6 separate regions of the Mus musculus genome follow, and all the other regions are linked to region 3. Evidence: chromatin contacts called from public HiChIP or PLAC-seq and promoter capture Hi-C data. All regions are on one chromosome and are shown on one strand. Each heading gives the region's core, a stretch centred on a gene start, on an enhancer-like site or on the middle of the called end of the contact. The rest is flanking DNA. Distances are from core to core; before and after follow the strand shown.

The links. Promoter capture Hi-C pulls out the DNA fragments that hold promoters and counts their contacts. HiChIP or PLAC-seq counts read pairs in DNA pulled down with a chosen protein or histone mark.
Region 1: a promoter capture Hi-C map of pre-B cells shows a contact between it and region 3, with 2.7 times the contacts expected there. The contact joins the promoter of Prmt7 here to the promoter of D230025D16Rik in region 3. A contact is called at or near these places in 2 of 39 promoter capture datasets (liver and pre-B cells).
Region 2: a promoter capture Hi-C map of hippocampal neurons shows a contact between it and region 3, with 5 times the contacts expected there. The contact joins the promoter of Nae1 here to the promoter of D230025D16Rik in region 3. A contact is called at or near these places in 17 of 39 promoter capture datasets (the 3T3-L1 cell line, 3T3-L1-derived adipocytes, the C10 cell line and 11 more), 8 of 115 datasets of contacts at active chromatin or transcription factors (astrocytes, bone marrow-derived macrophages, embryonic limb bud and 4 more) and 1 of 9 other capture datasets (embryonic stem cells).
Region 4: a contact with region 3 is called in an H3K4me3 HiChIP or PLAC-seq map of bone marrow-derived macrophages, with 6 times the contacts expected there. The contact joins the promoter of Cmtm3 here to the promoter of D230025D16Rik in region 3. A contact is called at or near these places in 3 of 39 promoter capture datasets (cranial neural crest, hippocampal neurons and stem cell-derived epiblast-like cells) and 8 of 115 datasets of contacts at active chromatin or transcription factors (astrocytes, bone marrow-derived macrophages, embryonic stem cells and 3 more).
Region 5: an H3K4me3 HiChIP or PLAC-seq map of forebrain shows a contact between it and region 3, with 7 times the contacts expected there. The contact joins the enhancer-like site here to the promoter of D230025D16Rik in region 3. A contact is called at or near these places in 11 of 39 promoter capture datasets (the 3T3-L1 cell line, 3T3-L1-derived adipocytes, cranial neural crest and 5 more) and 7 of 115 datasets of contacts at active chromatin or transcription factors (bone marrow-derived macrophages, craniofacial prominence, embryonic stem cells and 1 more).
Region 6: a contact with region 3 is called in a promoter capture Hi-C map of hippocampal neurons, with 4 times the contacts expected there. The contact joins the promoter of Terb1 here to the promoter of D230025D16Rik in region 3. A contact is called at or near these places in 4 of 39 promoter capture datasets (cranial neural crest, embryonic stem cells, hippocampal neurons and 1 more), 2 of 115 datasets of contacts at active chromatin or transcription factors (both in embryonic stem cells) and 2 of 9 other capture datasets (adipose tissue and embryonic stem cells).

Annotation. Positions count from the first base shown.
Region 1 is chr8:106,209,438-106,212,445 of GRCm38.p6, reverse strand. It overlaps Prmt7 (protein arginine N-methyltransferase 7), which reads right to left and starts at 1,392. Exons shown (of 18, transcript NM_145404.1): 1 at 1,364-1,392; 2 at 1-70. It overlaps Slc7a6os (solute carrier family 7, member 6 opposite strand), which reads left to right and starts at 1,513. Exons shown (of 5, transcript NM_001007567.2): 1 at 1,513-1,727; 2 at 1,815-2,081. The coding sequence starts at 1,533.
Region 2 is chr8:104,532,665-104,535,921 of GRCm38.p6, reverse strand. It overlaps Nae1 (NEDD8 activating enzyme E1 subunit 1), which reads left to right and starts at 1,285. Exons shown (of 20, transcript NM_144931.3): 1 at 1,285-1,410. The coding sequence starts at 1,358. It also overlaps a transcript of Car7 not described here.
Region 3 is chr8:105,223,864-105,227,016 of GRCm38.p6, reverse strand. It overlaps D230025D16Rik (RIKEN cDNA D230025D16 gene), which reads right to left and starts at 1,830. Exons shown (of 16, transcript NM_145604.3): 1 at 1,531-1,830. The coding sequence starts at 1,594.
Region 4 is chr8:104,339,229-104,342,545 of GRCm38.p6, reverse strand. It overlaps Cmtm3 (CKLF-like MARVEL transmembrane domain containing 3), which reads right to left and starts at 1,952. Exons shown (of 5, transcript NM_024217.3): 1 at 1,651-1,952. The coding sequence starts at 1,797.
Region 5 is chr8:104,569,359-104,572,315 of GRCm38.p6, reverse strand. No RefSeq gene overlaps it. Among named protein-coding and RNA genes, the nearest start is that of Pdp2, 21 kb to the left of the region's middle. Within about 2 kb of position 1,300, at least 208 of the 459 cell types and tissues checked have an H3K27ac peak or open chromatin away from gene starts, as enhancers often do. A contact at or near this core is called in bone marrow-derived macrophages, craniofacial prominence, forebrain and 2 more, where this site is marked.
Region 6 is chr8:104,508,219-104,511,210 of GRCm38.p6, reverse strand. It overlaps Terb1 (telomere repeat binding bouquet formation protein 1), which reads left to right and starts at 1,324. Exons shown (of 20, transcript NM_180958.3): 1 at 1,324-1,409; 2 at 1,838-1,944. It overlaps Nae1 (NEDD8 activating enzyme E1 subunit 1), which reads left to right. Exons shown (of 20, transcript NM_144931.3): 20 at 1-183. The coding sequence ends at 53.

The DNA.
Region 1 (3,008 bases), core at 143-2,642, 990 kb before region 3:
AAACGTGAGGCTTGTTAATTTACTTCTTAGGAAGATATCTTGATATCAGAAACCTAATCAATTATAATGCCTAGGATGGAGAGAAAGGACAAGAAAACAAAGAGAAAAAAAAAATAAAGAAACAGACAAAAATGTCAAAGTTACTTACAATTCTTTATTAATGATAACATCGACCTTCAATCTCAGGTCTGGAAGGCAGAGACAGGCAGATCTCTGTGTAAGTTCAAAGTCAACATGGTCTTCATAGTAAGTTCTAGGCCAGCAAGAACTACATAGTGACAGCCCATCTCAAAAGAAAATTAACCAGTATTTTGATATTTCTGACAAGAGTAATTTTCATTTTTTATATAGGATATACCATCAAAAACTATAATAAAAGCCAGTTGTGGTAGCTCATGTCTAAAATCTCAGCACGTAGGAAACTGAGGCAGAAGGATCTAAAGTTTGATGCCATCCTGGGCAATGCTGTGAGACCTTGTCATAAAACAAGAACAAAACAGAACAACGTGTCGTTGCATGTCTTTGATTCTAGCACTAGAAAAGCAGAGGCAGGACCATCTCTATGAGTTCCATGCCTGTCAGGGCTGCACAATGAGATTCCTGTCTGAAGAAAAATTTGGGGGTGAGGGGGGGCCTACAGTAAATATATAGGGCTGTTTGGAAGTTTCGCCACTTTTCAGAAATTCCTACATAATTAAAAAGGCCCCACAAGTCCATCGGGGTCCAGCCTTCAAGTGAAGGCAAGTGAGAAGGCAGGGTAAGCCGAGCAATGAGCTAACATTATACAGTAAAAGCGCAGAAGTGGTTATTCCGCAACAGATTAAGGACACTTGCTTATCTGTGATGTCGCTAGGGTTTCACTAAGAACACACTTAAAAATGCACTGAGGGCCACTCCAGTGTTTTAATCAAAAGCATGTCCACCTCGGGCACACAAACGTCTGGCGCTTCTCCGGGTGAGTGTCGTGAACTGAATGGTTCCCAAACTGCTCAGAATACGAACTGAGAAAGCCATCCCGAAGCAAAACCGCCCGAACGGTCCCGGGACCGAACCGTTCCCGGCTGGGTTAGGGGCGCTGCATACAACTGAGGTCCCGCCCGGTGTGAGTGACTGGGGCGAGGCTTCTGACACAAGTCCTGCGCCCGGCGACAGTCTGAGAAAGGACAGTCACCCACGCGGACCGCTGCGGCAGACCTGCTCAGGGTGCTTGAACCACTCCACGTGGACTCTGGAGCAGCCCGGAAGATAAGTACACCGGAAACCCAAATATCCCCAACGCCAGAGCCCTAAAAATGAGGCCGGAAGACCGACTGCACCCAGGCCCAGCCACGGCCCAACCTCCCCAGCAAGCCCAACAGCTCACCCGCTGTGGGAAGCGATCCACTCGCCGCCACTCCCGCGGCCATTTTGCCTCTCCCACTGTGGGTGGGGCGTCGAGGCGTAGCGTGACGTTCCGTGAGGCCCCGCCCGCTGAACTGGATGGACATCCCGTCGCGCCCCGCGCCTTCCCACAGTACTCCGCGATCGCCGCTATGGAGGCCGGCAGGACTGCGGTGTTGCGCGTGAAGCGGAAGCGCAACGCGGAGCCCGCCGAGGCGCTCGTGCTGGCCTGTAAACGCCCCCGGAGCAGCGAGGTCGAGTCGGCGGCTCGGGAGACGCCAGAGGGCCAGGAGGCGGCGGCGGCGGAGAGAAATGTCTTCCAGTTGGTTGCCACCGTGCGATCCCAGGTATGAGAAGGGTGAATGGACTCTTTGTGGGAGCGATCTTTGAACGCTGCCCGTGTCGCAGTCATCTCTTTTCCCGACGCCCCTCAGGAGGAGCCAATCCAGCAGCTTGTGCGGGCTGCCTTGCGCCCGTCCCGGAGCAGCCAGCTGCGTATCCGCCGCGATCTTCGTGCCTCGGTGCGCGAGGTCCGTAAAGAGGGCCGCTACAGGGTGGTCTCCAGCCACCGATCCTCGGGAACCTCGAACAGTTTGGAGCCTCAGTGTGGGTCAGAAGCTGTCGGGGATGCGGGCTTCCAGTTGTTGGACCTGGTCCACGAGGAGGAAAACCCAGAGGCTGCTGCCACCGACTGCCGCAAAGTGAGTACTGTATATGTCTGCTCTGCTCCCAAAGGCAGTAATGAAGAGCATACACACTGTAAGCTTAAGAATGGATGATCCATCTCTAAGAGTTGACCTCATTTTACCTGATTTCTGTTGTTGTTTTTGTTCTGTTGAGATAGTTTTGCTGTGTAGCTCTGGTTGACATAGTACGGGCTATGGAGCCCAAGCAGACCTCTGACACACAGCAGTTCTGCCTCCGTCGCTCCAGTGCTGGGATTATAAGTAAGCATGTGCAACCCACGCCCCTTAGGATTGGTTTTCTTTCTTTCTCTTTTGCTTGTGTCGTAATACACACCTTCCCTCCCAGCATTTGGGAGGCAGTACCATGTGGATCTCTGAGTTCCAGCCCAAAAAGGACTACATAGTGAGACCTTGTCTCCAAAAAAAAAAAAAACAAAAAGCAAAAAACAAAAACTTTGTGTGTGATTGATCAGGCCTTTAATACTCAAGAGGCATGGATCAATAGATCTCTTCTTTCAAGGCCAGGCAGAGCTACACAGTGAGAACGTGTATCAAAATAAATAAACAGAATTGATGTAGGCCTTTTGAAAGTGGATTTGGCTATTTAAAAGATATACAGTATTTAGAGATGATGTTAAACTGTCATTGCTACGAAAAATGAGGTAAATATGGAAGGAGTTTTAGCTCACAATTTTGGAGGTTTTGGTGCAGTGTATGGTCAGACTACTAACAATTTGCCTCCAACCTCCCTGAAGACGGGGCTCTAGCATTTATATATACCCTCTGAGAAGTTCCCAGAATTCCAAATGTCACAGAAACTATCTACAGCTGACAAAAACCACTTCTGCTAGGGCATGAGGCAAATCATAGTCAGCTGCTTTAGACAGCTCAAAGCAGCCCCACATCCCCACACCTGGGATTAAAACAAAAAAAAAAATAAAC
Region 2 (3,257 bases), core at 36-2,535, 690 kb after region 3:
AAGTGACTTCTGCAAATGGTCCTCTGTCCTCCACGAGTGCATGATGGCATTCTTGCACACACACCAATCAATAAACATTAAAAAGTTGTAAGAAGTGCATGCTCTGAGGTATCCTTGTCCACTTACTAACAACTGAATGCTTCTCAAAATCACACAGTCGCAGGCAGTACAGCACCCTCGGCCCCTGATGTTGTTGTTTCCAATTACATTTGTCCATCTTTCCTTTCCTGGGGCCAAGGTGTATGCAAGGCTATGTAGTGAACTTTCACTTTCACTTTTGACCTTCTCACATTCCCTGGGTGTATTTTATATCGCTCACGTTTCACCTGTCTAACTGGAGAGGGAATGTGACAACTGACAGACATGCACAAGCACATAATGAGCTGGGAACGCCTAACGCCCCTTTTCTCCCATCAGTTGGGTTCCATAGGGGTTGGGGGAGGGAGGTCACAGCAGGGTGTCCCCTCACCTTGTGTCCTAACACTGTGCCCAGGGGAAGTGCATTTGTTAGCACTGCAATATTACTGTCAAATGGAGCCGTCTCTTTGGTCCCTCACCCCACAAGGCTGGAAGGATTTTATGTGTGGATGTACACTCATCATGTGCTGGGATAATAATCTCAGGACGTGCAAGTGCATCTGGCAATCATGAATCTGGAGACTCCTCTAGGATTTGGGATAGAGGAAAGCAATTCTTACTTGTCAGCAAGCCTCTTCTTCCCTCTTGTCCTCAACTTGCTCATAAGCTCCTTCCTTAGCATCGGCCACCAAGGGACAGTCATCCTGTGTCACATGAATCGATGATAGCTTTAATTTCCTCCTTGTTCATGGGCTTCACAGGCAACTCTGGCTGCTTCTCAGACACCCTCCCGTCCCCCAAGTCCACTTCTCATTTGTCTCCTGATGCCGTTTCATCTCGTTCAAAACCCCCTTTCCCTTGCGTCACCACGGGGAACAATTCTTGGAGGGAAGCCGTGGGGTGGGGCCCCTCTGTCTACCCATCAGGGTAGCTTCTCTATATAGAATACTATATACAAGTATGCTGGTGTATTGTTCCTCTTGGAGGAGTCTCAGGAACGGTGAACTCACCCAGAAGAGGACTAAGGTTTATCAGTGATAAGGATTATCACTCGATTTAAAAGTCGGAGTTCTCCACAATTACTGCAGGTAGAGAGAGAGAAACATTCTGTGGAACTCAACCTCAGGTTTCCCCCGGCTTCCCAGTGACGCGTGCGCAGTGCAGCGTCGGCGCCCCCTACTGGCTGCGCGCTGGAGGAGGGCGCTTAGTGCGCCTGCGTGAGGCCGAGTGGGTGGCGGCCTCCTTAGGCGGCTTTGCTGTTCGCGGGCCAGGCGCGGCCATGGCGCAGCCAGGGAAGATACTCAAGGAGCAAAAGTACGACCGGCAGCTGAGGTGAGCCGGGGTTTACGAGTGAGCAAGCCGGCCAGGCTGGCGGGCTCTCCTGACACCCGCGGGGCCTAAGTGCCTAGGCCGGGTAGGCCGGCCTCCCACGGGCCTGCGGCTGCGGCCGGCCGTGCAGGGCGTGGGGAGCCGGCGCTCTGGGATCCGGCCACTGGCCCGAGTGTTCGGCGAAGGCCGGCTCGCCCCTTCCCGCACGGCTGGCTGTCCGCGGTTTGCGGTGCGCGGTGTCTCCGCCAACCCACTGGGCTGCACAGTCTCGGCAGGCCCTCCCTACTCGTTCGCTAAACGAGGGGGGTGGGAGCACCCCATCCTGCCCGACCGCCGAGCGCTGCGCCCCGGCAGGTATTGGTCTACGCCCGCGCTGGCCAATAGAAATGCGTCATGCTAGCTTTATCGGAGCAAACCGTGTTCGTAATTACACATTTTCCAGTAGGCACCTTTCAAATAAAGTTAAAAGAAGCTAGACATGGTAATCCCAAGGACTTGAGAAGCAGAGGCAGGTGGATCGGAAACTGAAAGCCAGCCTGGCCTCCATTGGAAGACCTTGGGAACCGGGAGAATAAAGAGACAGGAAAATAAGTTTTGCTACTAGTTCTCCCCACCCCTCTCGTTTATATAGAGACATGGTCTTAAGTAGGCCAGTCTTGAACTCAAGCGCCTACGTCCCAGGTCTCAAGTGCTGAGATTGAAGATGCTCACTGCCCAGCCAGACTCAAAAATAAGTTTTTGCTCCCCCACCCCACCCCTTTTTTTTTTTTTTTTTGTCTTTTACCTTTGAGTGGCCGCCTGGACTTGCAATGTAGAGCAGACTGCGCTCAGACTTGATGCAATCCTTCTGCCTCTTTTTCCCCAACAGCTGAGATTATAAGTGTGGACTATTACACCCGGTTTATGAAGTATTGAGGCTGGAACTCTGGACATCATGCCTGCTTGCCAAATTGAGCTACATTCCCCAATCCCAGAATCAAATTTGACAGTGTTTATCTAACCTAGTATTCCAAAACATTACAATTTCAACGTAATTATTGTTAAAATTACCAAGCTATTTTTGTTGTTGTTGTTCACAGAGTCTTATAAATCAGGTATCATACACATTTTAAAAATGTCTTAATTCATGCCAGCTGCATTTCTAGTACTCAGAAACCATTTGGACAGGGCACATCTAAACCATCCGGTGGATTCTTTAGCTATTTCTCCTTCCTTGTCTCTTCCCACCTTCTTCCTTTCTTATTGAGTATACTCTGTGTCAGCTAAGTGTATCAAAGTGTTGCCATCCCCTCGCCTCTCTTAATCTCAAGAGAACTTACCCTGTGTCCCTAAGGATGGAGGTTTCTCTTTGTATTGACTACCTAGCTCTTACTCTCCCAGAGACGTAGGTACTTAGTTCTGAGAATCCTTGAAGGCAGACGGTCTTTGATACTGGATAGGGAAACTAAGTCTTGTAAAAGTTAGGTTAATTTGCCCAGAGTTAGACATGTTTCCAGCTTGGGGCCACCTGGCTTTTTCAGACTCATCCTTTGTCCCAAGCTTCTAGAGAGAGAAACAAGGTAGCAGAGCCCTTGTAACTACTCTGAGTTCTTGTGGACTCGTAGTTCTGTGTTTGGGTGGAGGTAGAAGGGAAGGCAACAAAGCTGAGAAGATACTTAATGTTCCTAGGGACTGGAAGAGGATTCTTACTGAGTTATTCCTTAAAGGGCTGCATTTTATCTGTCAAAACAAGAACTGCTTTTTGCTGTAGGCAGGTCAGAAGGAAGCAGAAACAAAGTTGGGTCGGCAGGTAATAGCCAGGGACCAAGGCCCGCCTCTCAGGCCAGCAAGAACATTTTCTTGCTGAATCT
Region 3 (3,153 bases), core at 581-3,080:
ATTTTAAGTTCAAACTCAACTTCAGTTTCACTGGGAATCTGAAACCAGTCTGGGCTAATTGTCTAAAAAACAAACAAGAGAACAAACCCTAACTTCAAAACAGGGATGAAGAAGTAGCAAGTCACCACCAAGGCTCAGGTCTGCCCCCAAGTTCAACTCTCAACCTAGGATTTTTGGCTGATATGAAGACAGTGTTTAAAAAAAAAAAAAAAAAAAAAAAAAAAACAACTATTCAAATTCTTGGTTCTTGCAAATTTGCCAAAAGCCCTGGGTAGTTAGTTATGTTAGTTATAGTTCAGTGTTCTGGAAATTTCCTGACCCCAGCTGATCTCCTGTTTGCACTAAATCAAACAAAGAGATACACAGTCTCAGTAAACCATCTGTAGCTGTGGGTCTTAACCAGTCCTGGGATGTCCAGACTAGGTAGGAGTTGTCCAGGGGAGAAAAAAATGTTAATCAGAAGTCAAACATCATTTGCTTTTCAACCACGCTCTTGATGCCTCATATGAGGTTGAATGGAACATGTTCATAGCAGATTAAATTTTGAGAAGTCTACAGGAACAGGCAGTCTAAGTTCTGAGAACCAAGAGCCCTTGATGAAACTGGCTTTTATAATGGGCAAGAAAGAGGCAGGCAGCCACCAAGCCCCAGCAATCTACCCAGCTAGGTAATTCCAATATGCTGTCTCTATAGACAGAGTCGTCTACATTCAAGGATAAGCCATAAACAAATGGAGCAGCTGACTCAGTCCAAGAGCTCCCAGTAGAGAGACAGAGGTTGAGGCCCACACAAACAAGCAGCAGGAACACCTTTTCCCAGCCCCTTCGCTTAGTGCTGCCACTAAGTAAACACACTGGAGTCACTAAATGCAAATACTCTTGTTCACATACGAAGGCCAACTCTCCCCAAGTGACCTAACTGATTTGTCTACCAAGCCAATGTGTAATTTCCACTTCACTCAATTTCAACTTTTAACTCTGGTATCTGGTATTGCGACACCACACGTTAAGAGTACATTTCAAAAGAGAAGAAAACAAGTCGAGAGTTCCTTTTAGAAAAGCAAGCTCATTCCCCCACCACCCCCATCTGATTGTGAGGCATGAGCTTAGGTTTCCCCCACTCCCCTAAAACCAGAGAGAGACAGATCAGAGACCAGAGTGTTGATTAGGTGTGCTACCTAGTTCTTAACTATTAGAGTCAGCAAAATGGGCATAATACTATCGATATTCAGACTTCAGGGAGTTGTATTAGAGATAAATTCAAAAGAGCAGGACCTTCCCACTCCACTAAGTATTTGGTGTGTACTGGCTATTACTATCATAGAGGTCCAAAGAAGGACCCTGCTGAGACATCGCTGATCCTATGACAGACGGGAGGAGCGGGATTCTAAAGCCCGGAGCCGAAAGACTAAAGGGTGAGAAAAGGCGAAGAACCGCGGGCGCAGGGGCATCTGGGGCAGGAACCAGAAGCGGAAGGGACTAGGGAGAATTAAGGGCCAGCCAACAGGATCCCAAAAGACCCCACACTCACCCAGAGTGAATTCCCATTGCTCGTTCCCCAGAGAGCGTTCAGGCACCACCTCCAGGTCCAGCATTGGGTCGGTTCGCTGGGCCGGGCGGCCTCCCTGCGGCAGCGCAGACAGGACCCGGCCTGAGGAGAGCACGCAGCTGCTGACTGGTCGCTCTCGCCAGCCCGCGGACGTCCGGCTCTCCACTCGGTTCCGGGCGGCGACGGCAGCACGAACACAACAACACACTTCACCTCCCTTCAACCTCCCGGGCAGCAGCCCCGGCAGGAGAGGCTGTAGCAACAGCAGCGCCCAGAGCAACTGCAGCAAAAGTGGCGTGCCGGGCCGTAAAGCGTGGCAAAGGCGGGGCTAAATCATGAAGGCGGGGCTTGAGGCGGAGTCGCGCACGCGCAAACTCTGGATCAGAGGCCAGACCCGCGCGGGTAGAGCTGGAGGGAAGAGCAGCTGCTTTAGAACTTAGGGGCCACATTCCAGAGGTCCTGAAACTGCACAGCGCACCATATATGCCTACGCAAGAAAAGGCACAAGGCGGGAAACATGTCACACAAAAATAAAGTCTTCCGTCTGCACACTTGTCCCACTAATCTGCACTAGGAACAAAACGGACAGGAAGGACCCAGTCCCAGAGACTCACGGCCCCGCGGACCATTATCAAGCTTGTCACGTACTGACGCTGGCTGCCACTGCCTAAATTGTTCAGAAACCTACTCTCCTTGGACCCAGTGGTCTCTGAGCAGGGTCCACCTCAGAGTCGAGGATGTATGAGTCCGTTGGCAAGGGTTAGAGCGAGAGGATTTGAGTTAGAAGGCTGAAGAGTTCCGGGCCAGGTCTCATTTCCAGAAATGCTCAACCTAGGGAATACTTTCTAAGCACAGAGGCTGCCTCCTGCAGCTCCGCCTGGAGTCACCATTGCTGCTTGCCAATGCTTTATGGTAGTGACTAAAGCTCTTAAGTGTTCTGTGCCTCCGTTTCCAGTGAGTAGAAGAGGGGCTCCTCTAGTTATTCAGCCAGAATTTTCGGCTTGCTTGCTCTAGGGCACCCTAAAATTAAAAGGCAGCTGAGGCCTCTTTTGATGACAAGACCTCACACCCTCAGTCTCATTTTATAGACGAATAAATGAGGCACAAGGAGGGTAAAGACTTTACCCAAGCTTCCTTGATCCTAGGCAGCAAAGCTCGATTCCCATTATGTTTCCTAAGGGTAGTATTTAGCAGGGAACTAAGTGACAGACTAAATACTCAAACTGGCTATAAAGAAGCCTAACAGTGGATACGTCACAAAATTTCAAGTCAGTGCTATGGGATTAAACAAAATAAAATAAAAATAGTAGAACGTCTTTGAGAAGCATTGCTGCACGCCAAAACAACTGGGTCACTGGGCTGTCTGTCCAGTGGGAAAGTGGCTGCAGAAACGCTGACGTGTGTAGCTAGCTATGTTTAGAGGCTGGGTGTGCTGATTTGTGCCTGCTTGGAATCCCAGCAGTTGGGAGTGAGGCAGTAAAGAAGTTCAAGGTTAGGCCAGCCTGGTCTACAAAGTGAGCTCAGGACAGCCAGGGCTATACAGAGAAACCCTGTCTCGAAAAACAAAAAACAAAAAACAAACAAACAAAAAAAGAAGTTCAAGGT
Region 4 (3,317 bases), core at 703-3,202, 880 kb after region 3:
CAAACAGGAAACTAAGGCTTAGAGAAAGGCGTTTTGAGGTTGCTATCAGCTCCTACTGTATTTCCTTGCCAAAGGCTGCTCGTATGGCTCTCCTCTTTTCTGTACCCATTCCCCTCAAAAAAGTCTGGTTCTGGGCTGGCGAGATGGCTCAGCAGGCAAGAGCACTGACTGCTCTTCCCCAGGTCCTGAGTTCAAATCCCAGCAACCACATGGTGGCTCACAACCATCTATAATGAGATCTGACGCCTCTTCTGGCCTGGCTGAAGACAGCTACAGTGTACTTACATATAATAAATAAATTTGAAAAAAAAAAAAAAAGAAAAAGTCTGGTTCTGGTGGCACTCCCCTGCCCCAACCTCCTCCCTCCCCCACTCCTGTTTTCTCACTCCCCAGTTCTTGGTGGCTGCTTCTTCCTCCAGCTTTCTATCCAGGTCAGACTCCCTACTTGCATGAGACCAAGGGGGAGGAATGACTGGGGGAGGCTCCCCTATACCCTATGAGCTTACTACCCTTCATATTTTCTTAGGCCTGTCTTTCTGGCACCCAGCTAGGGCAAGGACATCTTGTGACTTCTGGTTGGCACTCACTCCTTTTCCATGAAGGGGTACTGGGCAGGTAGGACTGAAGCCAGTGGCCAGTAGATTCAAAGACCCGCCCCACGCCTCCCAGAGGCTTCCAGAGATCTGAAACGGCCAGAAAATGGGCTCTAGGTCCGCTTGGCACCTCATTTAGGAACAAAGTATTAGGTTCTACCGGAGACCTCAGGGTTGATGCTCCTTAGTAGGTCCTGGGGTACAACGGAGAGGTCCTGGGGCAGAACCCCCCTTTTGCCCTCAAGGATATCCTCAAGGTCACTGGATGAGTCACCTGCCAAGTTTCCTAGCAGTTAAAGACACTGTCTCTCCTATCCCCAACTCGAAGTGGGAGCAGGTCGGATATTAAGTTGCTAGGTATCTGAGCAACAAGTGGCTGTCACTATGGTCTGTTTCCTCCTTCCACCGTCCCTCCTCCCACCCCTCTCCCCATCTCCATAGGCTCCATGCCAGTTCCCGCCCCACACGTGATGATGAGTGTTGGGAGGACAAAGGAGACCTTCCTATCCGGGTGGGGACAAGCAGGGAGGAGGAAGGAGTACAGCGCGGGAGGGGGGAAGGAGGGCATGAAGTCACCCCGCAGGCTCGCCACCCTGAAACAGTGGTCCGCCTGTGTCTTCACTACGTGGCCCCTGCCTCACCCACTCCCCGGGGGCACATCCCACTCCGTAGGATCTTCACCACACAGGCGGCTAGGTCTCAGCCTAGGAGGTGGGAGGGTGTGCAGGGCGGGCGAGGCCAGAAGAAGCTTAGCGAGCGCAGCAGTCCCGGGGACTCAGAGAGGGCGGAGGCGCTCGAGGTCACACAGCAGCCGAGCTGCGGCTCCAGCGGGGACCAGGACCCCAAACCCTTGACTTCTGGTCCCTTTCGAGGGCCTCGCAGACTGGAGAATCCGGGAAGAACACGGCTCGGGCCTGATTCTGACTCGAGCTCCGCTACAGAGAAGTCGTAGCAAGCTTGGGGGCGGTGGTCCAAATTCTCCTGGGCTGGAGGTGCAAGGCCCCAGGCTGGGGCGCGGGTACCGGGCTTCACGCACCCGGGGAGCACACGCACTCACCGACTCGGCCAGCAGGAGGCGGCCTTTGAGAGAGCAGAGGAAGGCGCGCGCGGGCAACAGGGCTCGGAGTCCCGGCACTGTCCTGCCACTTCGGGGGCCATGCGCGGACTCTGGATCGGGCTCTGGCTCTGCGTCCGGGGGCCACATAGCGGCGCTATCTGGTCGAGCCTGGGCCTCACTGCCTCACCCACCGCCCTGGAGGGAAGCGGAAACCCGCTGTGCGGAAGAAGAAAAAGTGGAGTTAGACTAGGCCGGGGACTCATCCTCCGCTGTCCCGCCCACCTCCCCCATCCCCACCCACAACTGCCCCTCGAACCCTGCCCCGCCCATCCTCCCTCCGACCATTCTCTACGCAGCCCCCGTGTTCCGTGGACGCTGCCTTACCCATCCGTCCTGTGGATCCTCCCATCTCCTCCTCCCCCACTCCCCCTCTGCCTACGTCCTGCCCATATCCTGCTCCATCCTTCCAACCACTCCTCATTGCCCCTCAGATGTAGTCCAGTCTGTCTCTCTCTGTCTTCTCTATTTCCACTTACTTCCTCTGCCTCTTCACTAGCCTTAGGATCCTTCCCTGCACCTTGTCCTTTCATTCTCAGTTCCCCCTCGATCCTGTCCCGCCCACCAACCCCGGCGCACCCCACAGTCCCTCCGACCCTGCTCTTCTCACTTCCCCACCCATGAATCTTTGCACTACACTGCCCCTCCGACTATCCTTGGCCCTCTATCCTCCGGTCACTTCTCATTCTTCACCCCCTCTACTGCCCCCCCCCACCTCCTTTACCTGCCCCACCTATCTTCTGCCCCATTCTCGCACCCCTTCCCATGCAGCCTTCTAGCACCTACCTCCCCACCTCCCGCACTCACTATTTCTGCTACGTCCCGGGGTGACACAGATTCTGTACCCAGATCCTCCCAGTCCCCTCGCACTCCAGCTCTCTGTTTGCTCTGTGTGGCTGGCCTGGAGTCTTCTTTTGTCGTTTGACTCCTTACCCCCCCCCCCCCCCCCCCCGTCCTGACTGACACAGACCCACTTATCTGCCCTGAGCGCCCCCTAAAGCGACCACCTGTCCTTGCTCAGCGGTTCTGCTCTTTAAGCTCGAAGTAACTTACTGCCTAGACAACTCCAGGACAGGGACACTGCCCCCATACCCCACCCCCATCTCCGCTAAGTCCTCTCCAGGCTTGGCTCTAACCAGGCGAGATCAGTTCTTTCAGAGTGCTTTCCCCTTCTTGGCTCCTCTCAGAGTTTTCCTACTACTTCCCAGGCCACCCTCCCGCTAGTTCTTGGCTTGCCCATCTTCCTCTATTTTACAGGCCACGCTCCTGTCAGGCCTCAGCCAGCCCATCCTCCTTCCTGGCCTCTTTCGTTAGCTGCCCAAGGCTTGGGTTCGTTCTGTGCTGGACTAACCAGAGATCTGGAATTATCCTTGTTCTCCCCCACGGCTAGCCCATCATGGATGCTCTCTTAATACCACTAAGTCTGCACTCCTGCCCCATTAACTATCGTGAGGCTCTTTAAGAGACTAATGCTTTCTTCCTTGTCACCCGGATGCGCTAAGATCACTAGTCATGATCCCTCCCACTGCACCCTCAGGAAAATTGATGCTTCCTCTTGCCACGGGGACTTTGTACATCTGTCCTTTCTAACAGTGTGTGTGTGTGTGTGT
Region 5 (2,957 bases), core at 51-2,550, 650 kb after region 3:
TCTCTCTCTCTCTCTCTCTCTCTCTCTCCTCTGCCTGCTGCCTGTGGATCAGGAGGTAAAGCCCTCAGCTACTGCTCCAGTACCCTGCCTGTCTTTGTGCCATCCATGGTGATCATGGGGATTAAGTCTCTGAAAAATGTAAGCAAGTCCCCAATTAAATAATTTCATTTATGAGAGTTGCTTTGGCCGTGGTGTCTCTTCACAGCAACTAAAACACCAACCAAGTTGCTATTTGGTCTTCTGGGGGGAAGCCAGGGTATAGGTTAGGGTGAGGGGATAAGAGAAACAAGGGCTTACCCCTTTTCGTATGCCTCCAGAAGACCAATGCCCTCTTCTGTAACTCTGCAGTACATGTGCATGACTGCCCCCCCCGACACATACATGCACATGGGTTTTTTTAATATTTATTTATTTATTATATGTAAGTACACTGTAACTGTCTTCAGACACTCCAGAAGATGGCATCAGATCTCACTACGGATGGCTGTTAGCCACCATGTGGTTGCTGGGATTTGAACTCAGGACCTTTGGAAGAGCAGTCGGTGTTCTTAACCGCTGAGCCATCTCACCAGCCCCCACATGTTTTTTTAAAATGTAAAAACTTTTACCTACTTTTATGTATATGAGTGTTTGCCCACATGTATGTATTTGTACCACATGTGTGCCTGGTGCCCTCAGAGGTCAGAAGAGAGCATCAGATTCCCCCCAGAACTAGAGTTACAAATGGTTGTAAGCAACCACAAAGGTGCTGAGGATTGTCTCCAAGTCCCCTCCAAGAGCAGTAAGTGCTCTTATCTGCCAAGACATCTCTCCAGTCCTATTAAAAAAAGAAAAGAAAAGAAAAAAACTAATACTCTAAAACTAAAAAAAACTAATTGGCAGTGACATAGTTGGATGGATTTTGCACTCCGAGTTGCAAATGACTCGTATCCTTTCTTGAAAATGAGTTTGGAGACGAGTGAAAGAACGGCCTTGGGAATTTGGCGTGGGTAGAGGAAGCAGGAGAGGCCCTTCTGAGTAGTTGAAGTATGGGTTCTGGCGGCACTTTCACTTGCAATATCTATAAGCAGAGGCTGCCAGAAGGGGGCGCCTCAAGCTCGCTCATCGAAAGGAAAACCTTCAGTGGCTCCTAGGTCATCAAGCAACGACCCCAATCCGTTTGTGCTATTTAACGAAACAGTAACTCTCCAGGAAATTGCGAGTGCCAGAGTTCCCTCTCTGCTTCTCCTAGGGAAGCCCTGGCTAGAGCAAGCCCGTAGGCAGCTCCAGGCATTGCGAGGGACCAGCTGGCAGCCTGGGATGTGCATGAGGATGGGGACGTGCAGGGTATCAACGTCCCAGCCTCCTCTGGCTGGAGTAACCCGGCCTTGGCCTGAGCAGTTGCACCCTGCATCTTGATGTAGGTAGAGCGTGGGGCTGGAATTGGCCAAGACAGAACGTGAAATAGAAAAGGCTGATTGTGACCAAGAAGAAAGGACGCGTTGATAATGGTCTGTGCTTTCCCCCTCCCTCCCTCATTGTGCTAGCCTGTTTATCTGTTAAGAAACGTTTAATGGGGCAGGAAGTTAACAATGCTTAGTTCTGGAGAATGAAACTGTAGGAACTTACACACTCTTTACGGTTTCATTTCGTTGACTACCTTGCCGTGGGGAGATACGGTGGAACACTGACTACTTCCCTAAGCTTGCACCGAGGAAATGGCTCAGGAGGGGGCTGAGAGCGCCCCCTGGCCCTGGGGATGGGGACTCTGTCTCTGTCTGATTCTGTCTCTGAGTTCCTCTTTGTGTGTGTGTGTCCGTCTGTCTATCTTTGTCTGTCTCTCTGTCTTTCTGTCTATCTCTGTCTGTCTCTCTGTCTCTCATACATATCCTTCCCTTCCCCTTCCTCCCTCCATTCATCCATCCCTCCTTCCTTCCCTCCCTCCCCTTCTTCTTCTTCTTCTTCTTCTTCTTCTTCTTCTTCTTCTTCTTCTTCTTCTTCTTCTTCTTCTTCTTCTCCTTCTCCTCCTCCTCCTCCTCCTCCTCGTCCTCGTCCTCGTCCTCCTCCTCCTCCTCCTCGTCCTCCTCCTTCTCCTCCTCCTCCTTCTCCTCCTACCCCTTCTTCTTCTTGTTTGGTTTTTTGAGACAGGGTTTCTCTATATAGCCCTGGCTGTCCTGGAACTCATTCTGTAGACCAGGCTGGCCTCGAACTCAGAAATCCACCTGCCTCTGCCTCCCAAGTGCTGGGATTAAAGGCATGGGCCACCATGCCCTCCTCCTCCTCCTCCTCCTCCTTCTTCTTCTTCTTCTTCTTCTCTCTCTCTCTCTCTCTCTCTCTCTCTCTCCCCCCCATCTCTCTCCCCCCGTCTCTCTCTCTCTCTCTCTCTCTCTCTCTCTAGAGGTCAGAAGATTTGCAGTTTTCTCCTTTCACCACCTAAGTGGAACTCAATTCCTCAGGCTTATAGGTAAAAGCCTTTACTATCTGAGCCCTCTAGTGGCTGGGTGCAGCTGTTGTCCTCTGGGAAATCAGGGAAGACTCTTTCCTGTAAGACTTTGGAAGAGATCTAAATTTAGAAAGGAAGAACATTTCCTACAGAGCAAACAGCAGGGGCAGAGGTCCTGACCTGGGACACCTTGGATTCTATGGTCATTCCTGCCTGCTCTGTCTCCAAGCGGGGGGGCCAGGACTGGATAAGATTTAAGAGCACAACTCCTCTGTGCTTCCTCTGAGTTCTGCTCTTGTTGGACTTGATACCACAAAATGCTCTAAGATAAAGAGCCATGGCCCACTCCTTGGAAGGAGCGGCAGTTGGATGGATTTCTGCTTACTATTCCCAGTTACACAATGGCCTGGTTCAGGCTCTGGGGAATCCTGCAGCAAACGAATTCCATCCCACCTCACAGAAGTCTGAATGTTTCATAGAGGAATACCTTCTTAGTGGTGAAGCCTCTGACATCTATGAGCTCATGCACTTTATG
Region 6 (2,992 bases), core at 75-2,574, 720 kb after region 3:
ATACTTATATTTATAGTGGTATGTCACAAACTTCTGCAACTTTCCAGTTGTAGAATAAGCACCATGTGTAATATGTTAATGGTTGGAACTGTAATTGTCTTCATATTGTGCTTTGGTTTGTAAAAATCTGTTAAAGGACGGAAGTTAAATTGTTTCCTTAATAAAAGTTTTTCTCATTTGTAATATAGTCTTGTTGTCTGGAATGGTGGGGAGAATGGGGAGAAAACAGAACAAAAGCCAGCTCTTTGTATAGTTAGTTAATGCTGGATTGCTATTTTACAGTTACATATCGTAGATATGTCTGTTTCACTAACAAGAGTAAAAAATTAATTATCTTAATGAACTTAAGATGTGGATTTTAGCTGTGGACATTTTAAGATCATTACTTATTTAAAGTAGAACTTTTAAAGAAGCATTTCGGAGCTTTATCAGGACAAAACCATTCCCTTGTGCTGTCGTCATTCATTATATATACCTAAAGGTTTGTCACTATACCTGTGTATTGAATTTTATGGGCTTGCCCCATCCCTAAATTTCTTTTTATTGAATAATATATTGGAATAATAGCATTTAGCAGCTTGTTAGATGGGAAGGAAAGTTCCTGAAGGTGAGGAAAAGTAACAAACTAGAAATCCAAACTGGGAGGCCGAATGTGTGTGTGTGATTCGTTATCCTAAGGCCCTAAATTGCCTGCTATAGAACAGTTCTCAAAGGCAGTCTCCTATGTGAGAACCTGGGTTATAGCTGACAAGAGGCGAGGGAGGGGGCTCATAGGGATTTTATTTCTTGAAAACCTGTATCATTCTTGCTTGGCTGTGTCATCAAGTGACTTTGTCAGAGCAGGAACTGCCCTCTGACAGTACTTCCATCTCCCAACACTCCCATGGGAAGAGTTCTGTTGGGACGTATGACAGGACTAAATTATAGGGCACACCTTGAACACATTTAAGACTCAGAGCTCTGGGCTCTTGGGTCTACTCAATGAGAAGCTGGCTTGGCCAGAACCAAAAACTAAGGATTTTGGAGTTCACCCAGGGAGGGTGTCCAGTCAACGGAATGCCCAGTGCAACCAAAGAAAGCCTGGCGTCAGGCAAGGTCAAGGAGGGAGCAAAGACCCTTCCGAGACGCAAGTCCTAAATACTAAGTTATATTACCCTCATCATGTCACTTTCTCCCATCTAAAACCTGGCATCCCGCACTGATCACCTTCTGCCCACTGATGGCTCTACAGCTGCGAAGGGCTAAGCCCAGTGGGACAGGTGTGCGGCCGGAAGTCCCGCCCAGCGGATGTGAGCCTGGCTGGCGCGCGGGCGTGGGAAACCCAGTCAGGCGTCGTGGTCTAGGCTGCCACAGGGACGAGCTGGTGTGGGCCTGACAGGGGCTCTGGGTTCCAGGGTGGAGAGGCCAAGGTCTCGGCTTCCCGCCTTCCGGTGGTCGGCTCCTGGGGCGGAGCTGTGGTGGCGGGCGTGGCCCGCTTCCCTGGCTCACCTGAGGAGGTGGATTGAGCTGAGGGCAGGGGCTTCCCTGAGCTGGCGCCAGGCCCACGACCTGTGAGGGGGAAAAGGTCGTCCCCATCTGCCCAGTCGGGCGGCTGTGTGCGTCCGGGCTGCTCCCCGGGATCCCGGGGCGGGGAAAGCGGCGGCCCCCACGGGGGATTCGGTTTGGGAGGAAGAGGACGGGAGCGCGTGCCCAGCAGCAGCTGACGCTGGGAACTGGGCGATTGCTCCTGGGAGGTCCGCCGGAGCCGGGCTCGGGAGGCGTGCATGGTGCCCCGCGGAGAGCAGTAGAGGAAAGTCGTGGGCCTGCCTGCCCTCCTCACAGGCGTTCCTTCTTCCAGCTCTTTAGGTGAGCCAGGCCTCCGGAGCCTGGAGCGAGAGCGAGGGAGCCATAACCCACGGAAAGACGGTGGACCCGGAGGCTGGGAATCCCGGGCGAGCCGTGAGGGTGTGCGCCCCATATCCTATCCATCCAGTACAGCAACTGGTTCCTGGGACCCTCTATTCCCTGGGACCTGAATGGCTTATGTCACACTCGGAGCAGAAAAGTTGATAGTGCACGTTACGTGCTTGCCTTTCTGCTCCCGTTAGAGGGTGCCTTCCACAGTGTAGGATTCCAAGGCGGACGGACAACTTACAAGTGGAAGTGAATGCTAGGATTTTCATCTCTGCCAGCCCCACCCAGGAAGATATTTTTGTCTCTCTTGGGGGAAGGGAGATATGTAGAATTTTTCCCCCCACAAAGCTTTTGATGTGACCAATTTTAGAGTAGCGAATTTCAGGGGCTGACCTAGTGTTTAATGATAGACTCTACCTTGAGTCCCATACCCAGGATGAAAGAGGTGTGCAGAACACTAATCAACTAGTTTTCTTATTTATGTTCTCTAATAGTCTTCCTAGTAACGTTTGCACCTGACCTTGTTGGTTTGGAGAGTAAATTAAGTAAACCCTTTAAGGATGGTGTGTCCTGTTATGTAAAAACTTACCCCCGCCCCGTGAGATCAGGGTAAAAAAAATTTACAATCTCATTGTTAGTGATGATTTGTACCCACAAAACTACTGAAAACATTTCGTAATTGCTTGAGTGGGAACATACTTTTGACTTGGGAAGTGAGCTATTTTTATAATATTATATAAAATATTTTTATATTTTTAAGTATCATTTTGTAATTTTTTTTTTTTTTCTGAGACAGGGTTTTTCTGTGTAGCCCAGGCTGTCCTGGAACTCATTCTGTAGACCAGGCTGGCCTTGAACTCAGAAATCCTGCCTGCCTCTGCCTCCCAAGTGCTGGGACATTTTATAATTATTTAACCTTTTGAAAATGACATTTATTTATTTATTTTAATGACATCTATTTGTGTGTGTATGTGAATGTACATGTATGTGCATGCATGTACGGGTTAGCACATGTGTGGTTAGAAGTTAACCAATGAGAGTCTGTTTTTGCTTACAATGTAGATCCCAGGGATTGTCCCTCTTGAGTTTGTGAGGGGTT